Regions from separate parts of the Siniperca chuatsi genome. Here region 2 is linked to region 1. The links are chromatin contacts, called in public Hi-C maps. All regions are on one chromosome and are shown on one strand. The core of a region is the stretch at or near the end of the contact, and the rest is flanking DNA. Distances in the headings are between cores, read along the strand shown. Region 1 holds the start of LOC122887534 (immunoglobulin superfamily containing leucine-rich repeat protein 2-like). Region 2 holds the start of zdhhc13 (putative palmitoyltransferase ZDHHC13).

Region 1 (3,974 bases), core at 467-2,966:
AGAAGATGAAGCCAAAAATGAATCCTTTCAACAGACTTTTCATACTCACACATTTCACAGTATTTAGAGAATCTCCAACTTAGTTCTCAGACTGATGGATATATGGATTTATTACAAACATAGATCTGACAACAGAGAAGCATTGGACCAGCATGTACTCATGTGCACCACTACCCGAACACTTAGCTTACTTCCTAAAAAGTACACCTCTAATAGCAAAACGTTACATCAGCTGTCATAAATCAGTAGAAAGATGAGACAAGAAAAGACTGTCTCTGTTCCTAGTTATCAGTAGCAGTAGCACAGAGCCTTCTGCGGTACATCTAATCTTATGGTTGGGACATCTGGTTCCCCATAACCCAAAACAACATAATCACCGGGCCTGAGGCCTCCTTTGTAAAACCATTTGTCAGTCAAAGTGTCAGAAATTCTATTACACCCAAAAACTACTCAGAGGAGCCAAAATTTCTCCAGCCGTAGGTTTTTGTCTGTTTGGCGGCACCTGGAAGTTACTGGAAGATGTTTGCATCTATCTACATAATATTGTCATCCTGATTTCCAAATTGTGATTTTGGTGTTTTGGTTTACTCTGTACACATGACATGTATTGCATGTCTGTCTGTCCTGGAAGAGGGATCCCTCCTCTGTTGCACTTCTAGAGGTTTCTTCCTTTTTTTTCAATTAAAGGGTGTTTTTGGGGAGTTCTTCCATACCTGGAGGGGTCTAAGGATAGAAATGGCTGCTGTACTGATTCTAAAGCCCATTGAGGCAAATTTGTGATTTTGAGCTACATAAATAAAACTGACTTGACTTATATATGTCATATATTTAATAGCTCATCCTCACACCATTCATTCTGTTGATAAAATGACATTTTGATTCTTATCAAAATTCTCTGACTGGCAGTAGTGACAAGACAGCTATGTAAGCTATATTGTGAGACAAGAAACCCCTGTGGTGTCTGGGAAAACAGAAAAAAAAATGGTGCACAGGCAATCTCACAGCTCATCCTAAGCCTCGATTCTTGCCCTGAAGCTTTGAAAAAGCTCTAAGCTGACATTAGTCCATGTTTAATTCAAAGAGGAGACAGTAAAGCTGTGTGTTGAGTCATCAGCAGGAGCTTTTGGTTTCAAACTACGCAGCAGCCTCCGGGGCTCTGTCCTTGGTGCTGAAAGGCAGCCGCACGTCTGCTCCGTTTGTTTACAGCGATCTGATCTGCAGCGTGGCATGCAAACCGCTGGAATCCGCTCTCTCATCTAGCTATGACACAAACATCACGACTGTAAATGCAATCTGACTCTGCAAGATCAAAGTTCATCTCTGCAAAAAAGACCTCGACGCAGGGTCGCACATGAAACATTGATGCGGGGAGGAAAGAGGATCCCTCACCTCTGCGTTAGTAGCCTGAAACTGGGTGACAAGCTTACCTGCGTTTTTTATCTTGTGTCTGTGGAGAAATAGAATACGTCAGTCGGTGTTTGCAGTCACAGCAGCCCAGGGTGCGTGTTGTGTTGAAGTTTGAAGATGAAGCTGAGTCAGTCCGTCTGTCTGCTTCTACATGGTGAAAACGCGCGTGTGACCTCTGCGGGGTTTCTCCTGCCTGTGAAAAGCCTATATGTCACACTGAGTTATCTCCCGGCCCCCTCCCCCTTCCTCCCCCCTCCTCACAGCTCTGGACAGAACAGCATCGACGTTTCCAAAACATTTTAAAGGGGAAACGACCTTCATCATGACCGTCACTGTTTACAGGACATGGCGACTGTCGCTTTATATACGGCACTTAATAACAACAGGCTACTAACAATCTTGTTTTGGATAGCACATTTTAAAATTACAGAGTTATATAAATAACAACACAACAGTAACAAGGATTACAAAGAGTAAAAATACCAAGTGACATGAAACTTAAAGGGGAACTCCACCGATTTTACACATCGAAGTCTGTTTACAGGTGTTGGGGAGTACTACTGCATATGTGGACAAAAAAGAAGTTGTACAAAGCCTTTTGTGTCTCCAGAGGCAGCTGTGTGAAATCGGATGAATTGACTTGAGTGACATCACTTGAGTCAGCATCAGTTGGGGCTGCAGAGTTTGAAAATGAAAAAAATCTGGGGGGTGTCAAGTTAGAAAGAAGAGCGCTTACCAGACCTCTGTAGCCCGCTGCTCATCTCTGCTGCTACTAGCACAACACACCCGAATCACCAATCGAACTGTCGGTGGTCAAGTTGCATTGTGGGTAATGCAGGCGCAAGATTTTGAGACGGAAGAAGAATGTGTGGTGGGAAAAAAAGACGATATCTCTGATTCTGCTGCATCGAAACTGTTCGTGAGTCCTGCAATGTTATAGGAGTGCTATGCTAAATCAGTAAAGTGCTCTTTTAAGTAAAGACAAACCGTAATATAAAAGTATCCTAAGTTCAAATAAAAGCCTAATTAAGAAGAATTAAAAACAATTAAGAGAAAACCTGAGGATAAAAGATACTCTTGATTCTTGTTAAAAAGTTCATAATTTGATTCATAAGAGGAAACAGGTGCGCTTCTCCTAGTTCAGTTGGGTGCTCTGCCTCAAAAAAATAACAGACAATGTCTGTATTGTGTCTGTATTTCCCCAAAAACAAAGTCAGGAGAACAGTAAAAGAATCACTGCATGTGTTGATCTTTTTGGTAAGTTTATTTGCAATCAAGTCCGCTGACATGTTTCGGCTTGAAGCCTTCATCAGAGTTACTTATGCATACCGATAAAATTAACGATTACATTATTTGCCTTCAACTATCCATGTAGACCAAGTGAAGTGTTTCTTTTCAAGCTCCATTAATCAGTATTTTAATATTAAAGGGTTATTACAGTGATTCAGTTTTGCACTTCTACATAGTTGGGGGACTCACAAGAGACAGGTTAAACAAAAGAATGGTCAAAATTGATGAGATATCCTGACTTTTAGTCCCGAGAATGGGTCAAGCTCCAAAAACGCTGGATCCTACATTTCCCATAATACAACCAATGGACCATCCTTGACTGATTCACATACTCTCAGTTTGTAATACTTTTTGTCACAAAGTTTGTAGTCTTTGGTCTTTGAGGTGAGTGATGTGGCAGCAGGCATGCAGCAGAAGAGTGAGCAGAGCCCTGACGGCTTCGGTGCATCACCTCGATTAAAAGGGTGCGTTGGATATGTGTTGCAGTGAGAGGAGTATGTCATGTGAGTGTAGCGGTGGACTCGAGTTGACCGCCTGACCTAGCTTTGCTGGCTTCGCTTCACGTATTTTCTCCGACTTGACAAAGCTCCCGCAGAGCCACAGAAGACTTTATACAACCTTTTTCACAGGCAGAGCAAGCAACCAGTCACAAAGTGCTTCACAGTCAAACAAATAAAATCTAAATAAGTTCATATAAAATCAATTTCAATCAGATAAATAAAACACCAGATTATGTATACAAGGGGAACAGACATAAGACACAAGTTAAAACATAAAATACCACATGCTACCTAAATGCCTGTCTGAACAAATGGGTTTTTAGCTGCTTTTTAAGTCCACAGAGTCTAAAGACCTCAGGCTCATTGGGAGACTATTCCGAAGCTTAGGGGCTGCTGACTGGAAAGCACGATCTCCCCGAGTCTTAAAACGAAGAGCCGTGCCGCTCAAGACCGAGCTGTACGAGTAAAACTGAAGTTCCTCAAATGGCTGCATGTAATGTGACGGGGAGGTCACGCGTAGTGACAAACCCACCAAGAACAGTCACCCAACTCTGCAACTCTACAGATCATTTTAGCCTCTGTTGGCTTATTGTTTTGAATATAAACAATAACAAAATAATACAGTCCATTACAAAAATACCACCAATGGTGGCGTTTAAAATAACCGCAGCTTTGAATCAGGTTAGTCCATGGCTGGACAGGTTAGTCCACATAGCAGGTTAGTTCAGCAATGGACTAACCTGCTATGTGGCAAAAAGTAACTGTTGGACCTCTGTT
Region 2 (3,974 bases), core at 918-3,417, 170 kb after region 1:
TACATTACCTGCACACCACCGATCAGCAGACAGACAGACAGATATTTTTCTCAGGAGTTGGTTGAAATGAAACCAGAGCTAAAAAGGAAAGTGAATAATGCTTACATTCATCAGGTGGACACAAACACCACTCCAATGGGATGCTAATGTTTCCCTGTGTTTGCCGAGTAAATGGGCAGTCGTTTGCTAACATGTTAGCCATAACAGGTTTGTCCGGTTTTGTGTTATCAGCTTTGTTTCCTAACTCAAGTGTGTTGGTTTAGAAAAAAGTGGTCCAACCACATAGAGTTGGTAATCTAGAAAGACTACTTCAACGTGAAGCTTGGATTTTCACATTTAATGTCATGTCTTCAGCCAATTTAAATGAGTAATTTGATCTGCCTCCTTTTCCATTTTCATTGTAGTGTCCCACAGAAATATCTGTTCATTATGTAGTTGTGTTTTTTTGTTGTTGTCCATATTAGTTGGAAACTGTTGTAGAATAGCCCATATGGCTCACAAGATTTGTGAATGCATGTGTAGTTTTATTTTTGGTTGATGGACTTGTGGGATTTAATGTTGGGAAGGGGCTCTCTGAGGTTTTGCAGTGCAGCAGGTCTGAGGACACCAGACCTGCTGCACCACCTGGTGCACCTGTTGGTAATAAGTTGATTGATGACAGTTAAAAGGACTCAACCATGAAACTGGTGGACTATTGCACTCTGAAGAAGGCATTGTTGAAACATCTGTATTTTCCCCTGTGCTGAATTCTGACATTGAAAACTGAATTAATGGAACAATCTAATTGATTTGGGTGTGCAAACCCTTTTTGTACTTGCTTCCCCCATCGTGACCAGAATATCAATAAATGCAGCTTCAAGATATTTATATCAAGTACAGTATTTTCATATATGTGATGATCTTTCTACAACTGCAGGAAGTCTGTCAGTGGGAAGATAAATGAGAATTTCACACTCCCCATTCAAAGATATCATACTATGCATCCCCAAAATGTCATTTGAAATGCTATTCAGGAATTAATTTGTTCATAAATGGTCTGAAAGAGTCTCAAAAGGCCAACTTGATGTTTCCAAAAACAGTTGGAGTTATGAGGTTTTCACACAACATCAGCATTATTAAATTCCACAAAGGCTTTAATGGAAGCAAAGTCCGCTCATACAGCTCCGCTGTGCTGCTCTATCAGCTGTTAAACACACATCCTCTACATGTTTTCATTGGATGGCCCTGCTTCCTTAATCACTCTGTTTTTAATGACCCCAGTGTCTGCTCGTTGAAGAATACGGTCTCATACCAAAGGTAAAGGCTGAATATGTGTAGATGACAATGTACACTTCTCCTTTCCCTTAAATAAAAATACTGTAATTACTTTTCATTTTGCTTCTACTCTCACGTCTCATGCAAACGTAATCTTGACCCTTAGTCGTCTTCACTGTTATGACTTCCCCCGACAGCTCAATTACTTCTGCTTTGTGTTTGGCCGACACACACACCCACAGATTTGGTACATGCACTCAAGTTAGTCTCTAGTATCTTAGCCGCATGTATAAATTAAAACATTAAAAAAAGATCCAAATATGAATAATCAGAGTGGCACAGAAGTGTCAAAAGCTGACTTTTATTTCATTAAAATGAAACATAAAAACCAGCACTTGACAGATGAAGTATTTGTTTTTTGGCATGTCTCAGAAGACTTTATAAAGAGGAGAAAAACAGAAAAAATATGACAAGCTCTAATTAATTAACAATCAATCACAAAGCAACCTGAAACACCATGTTTAGACAAACAGCCCACAGCAAAAAGTCAAAGTTATCAAGCTACAACAAGCGCACACCCGCTCTCACAAGGAAAAACTCCCAAGAAAATCTTATGCACATTACATGCACATTACATATACATGTTCATTTTTGTATTTTGTACAATTGATCTATCAATACACCCACAATAAGATGCATGAAAACCTCAGGGTTTGGTCCTCCAAATCTTTTGGTTCGAACTTATGTGTATATTTCAACTTGTGAACGAAAGGTTGCCAATTTGGTTCCTTGGCCGGCGGGATAAATCCTGATTATCACTGCTGAGGTGCCCTCAAGCAAGGCCCTTAACCCCCAGCTGCTCCAGCGGAGATGCTCAGCGACCAGCCGATCAGACTGCAGTTGTGCTTGACAGCTTCCAGGTGTGAATGTGTGTGAGCGTGAGTAGGGTGTTCCTGAAAAGGAGAGTGCTCGTGTTCAGAGAATCCAATAACAACAAACCTTGGGCAGGCCAACTGAGGGAAGGCTCATCCACCAAGATGAACTGTCTGTGTAAGTATGTCACCTTGGCAAACAAAGCAGCACACACACTAAAACATGGACATGTTTTACTTGTATGTTTGCACAGCTGTCTTTTAGACTACACCAGCGTTTTTGTATGTTTTACTACAAAGCTTACCAGAGCATTTTTTTATGTTTATTTTTTTCCTTTCAGGCAGGTGTTTTCTTTCAGTCATGTATGGTATGGAAATTAGGTTTTAGAGGCTTAAAACTGCGTGGAGACACAGTGCAGACTTTTCAAATCAGTCTGCATCGCCATGAAACAACAACATATCTTTTACGACAATTAAAGCAGATTTGATGTTCACTGTGATGGATTATCTATCTCAAGCAAGTGTGAAGATATTATTTATTTGTTACACCCCAGAGTAATAACTAAATTAACTTGTGCACGATCATGTCTGCATAGAGACACAACTGATTAATGGATCTGCAGCCTGGCAGACAGCAAGCCTTCTGGTCATGGATTGAATGATGGCACCATCTACTGCTACTCACCTGGAAGTGCAAGATCTGATTGAGGCCAAAGCTCATTGGTTTATTTCCACTCCATAGTAGTATGGTAATTTGGGAAGTAAACTATGTCACACAGAAGAGGGCTATATTTAGAGTTTATCATTTCAGAATAAAATTACATATTTTTGGGGAAATACTGTGTTAAAATTCTAATGAAATAAGACACTGAATTGGGTTTAGGTTTTAACTCTTATTTGAACAGCGGCACCATTCATCTGAGCCTCATAAAAGAGAGTATTTGGTACAAAAAGAGTATTTGGTATATAACGCAATAGCTAAGAATAGATATACAGTAATTAGCTAGAAACTGGGACTCTTTGCTGTCGGTGCCTCTCTCCAGATGTTTTGGATCTGGATCGTTGTCCTCCAGGAGATTCAGCCTCTCCTCTTGTCTCTCTCTGTCCCTCTGTGTGTGTCCTTTCTCCTGCCTGTGTTAATGGCATGCTTGAGTTTTGGGTCTTGTGTGTTTGTGTAGTCTGTCCTCTCCATGGTGGAGACGAGATCGTGTGGCTCAGATCCGATCTATTTGGTGACACCTGAAGTTGCTCGACAACCTCCTGGATCCATTCTTCATGTTACAGTCTATTCATAACTTTTTCATCATGATTGTCCATACTGTAATTTTATTATGTTGGTCTATTCTGCACACACGACATCTATGTCAGTTCGTCCTGGGAGAAGGATCCCTCCTCTCCTGCTCTTCTTGAGGTTTCTTCCATTTTCCCTGTTAAAATGGTTGTTTTTTGAGGAGTTTTTCCTCATTCGAATTGAGGGTCTAAGGACAGGGGGTGTCGTATGCTGTACAGATTGTAAAGCCCCCCTGAGGCAAATTTGTGATTTGTGATGTTGGGCTTGATGAATAAAACTGACTCGACTTGAATTTGCAGTTGGTTTTATATGTCAAAACGTGGTTGACTTCCTCGATAAAAATACAAAATTGAAGATACGATTTGGACTGGAGCTCTGTCTCCACACTTGCCATGTGAAGTCAGATTCTACCTGATCTTACAATTTGAATGAAGAGGCGGAAAAGAGCATTTGTATAAATAAACACAGGACACTAGGGGTTTCTGAAAGCCTTTTAAGGCTACCTGACCAATTTGAAAATCTCGAAACAAAACTTACCAATCTGACTATTTCTGAGT

The links. Hi-C and Micro-C count contacts between places; a contact is called where the count stands out from the background.
Region 2: a Hi-C map of liver shows a contact between it and region 1, with 2.5 times the contacts expected there. The contact joins the promoter of zdhhc13 here to the promoter of LOC122887534 in region 1. A contact is called at or near these places in 3 of 3 Hi-C or Micro-C datasets (liver, skeletal muscle and an unstated tissue).

Annotation. Positions count from the first base shown.
Region 1 is chrLG1:4,941,145-4,945,118 of ASM2008510v1, forward strand. LOC122887534 (immunoglobulin superfamily containing leucine-rich repeat protein 2-like) reads right to left here and starts at 1,717. Exons shown (of 2, transcript XM_044220883.1): 1 at 1,428-1,717.
Region 2 is chrLG1:5,111,834-5,115,807 of ASM2008510v1, forward strand. zdhhc13 (putative palmitoyltransferase ZDHHC13) reads left to right here and starts at 2,168. Exons shown (of 17, transcript XM_044222166.1): 1 at 2,168-2,304.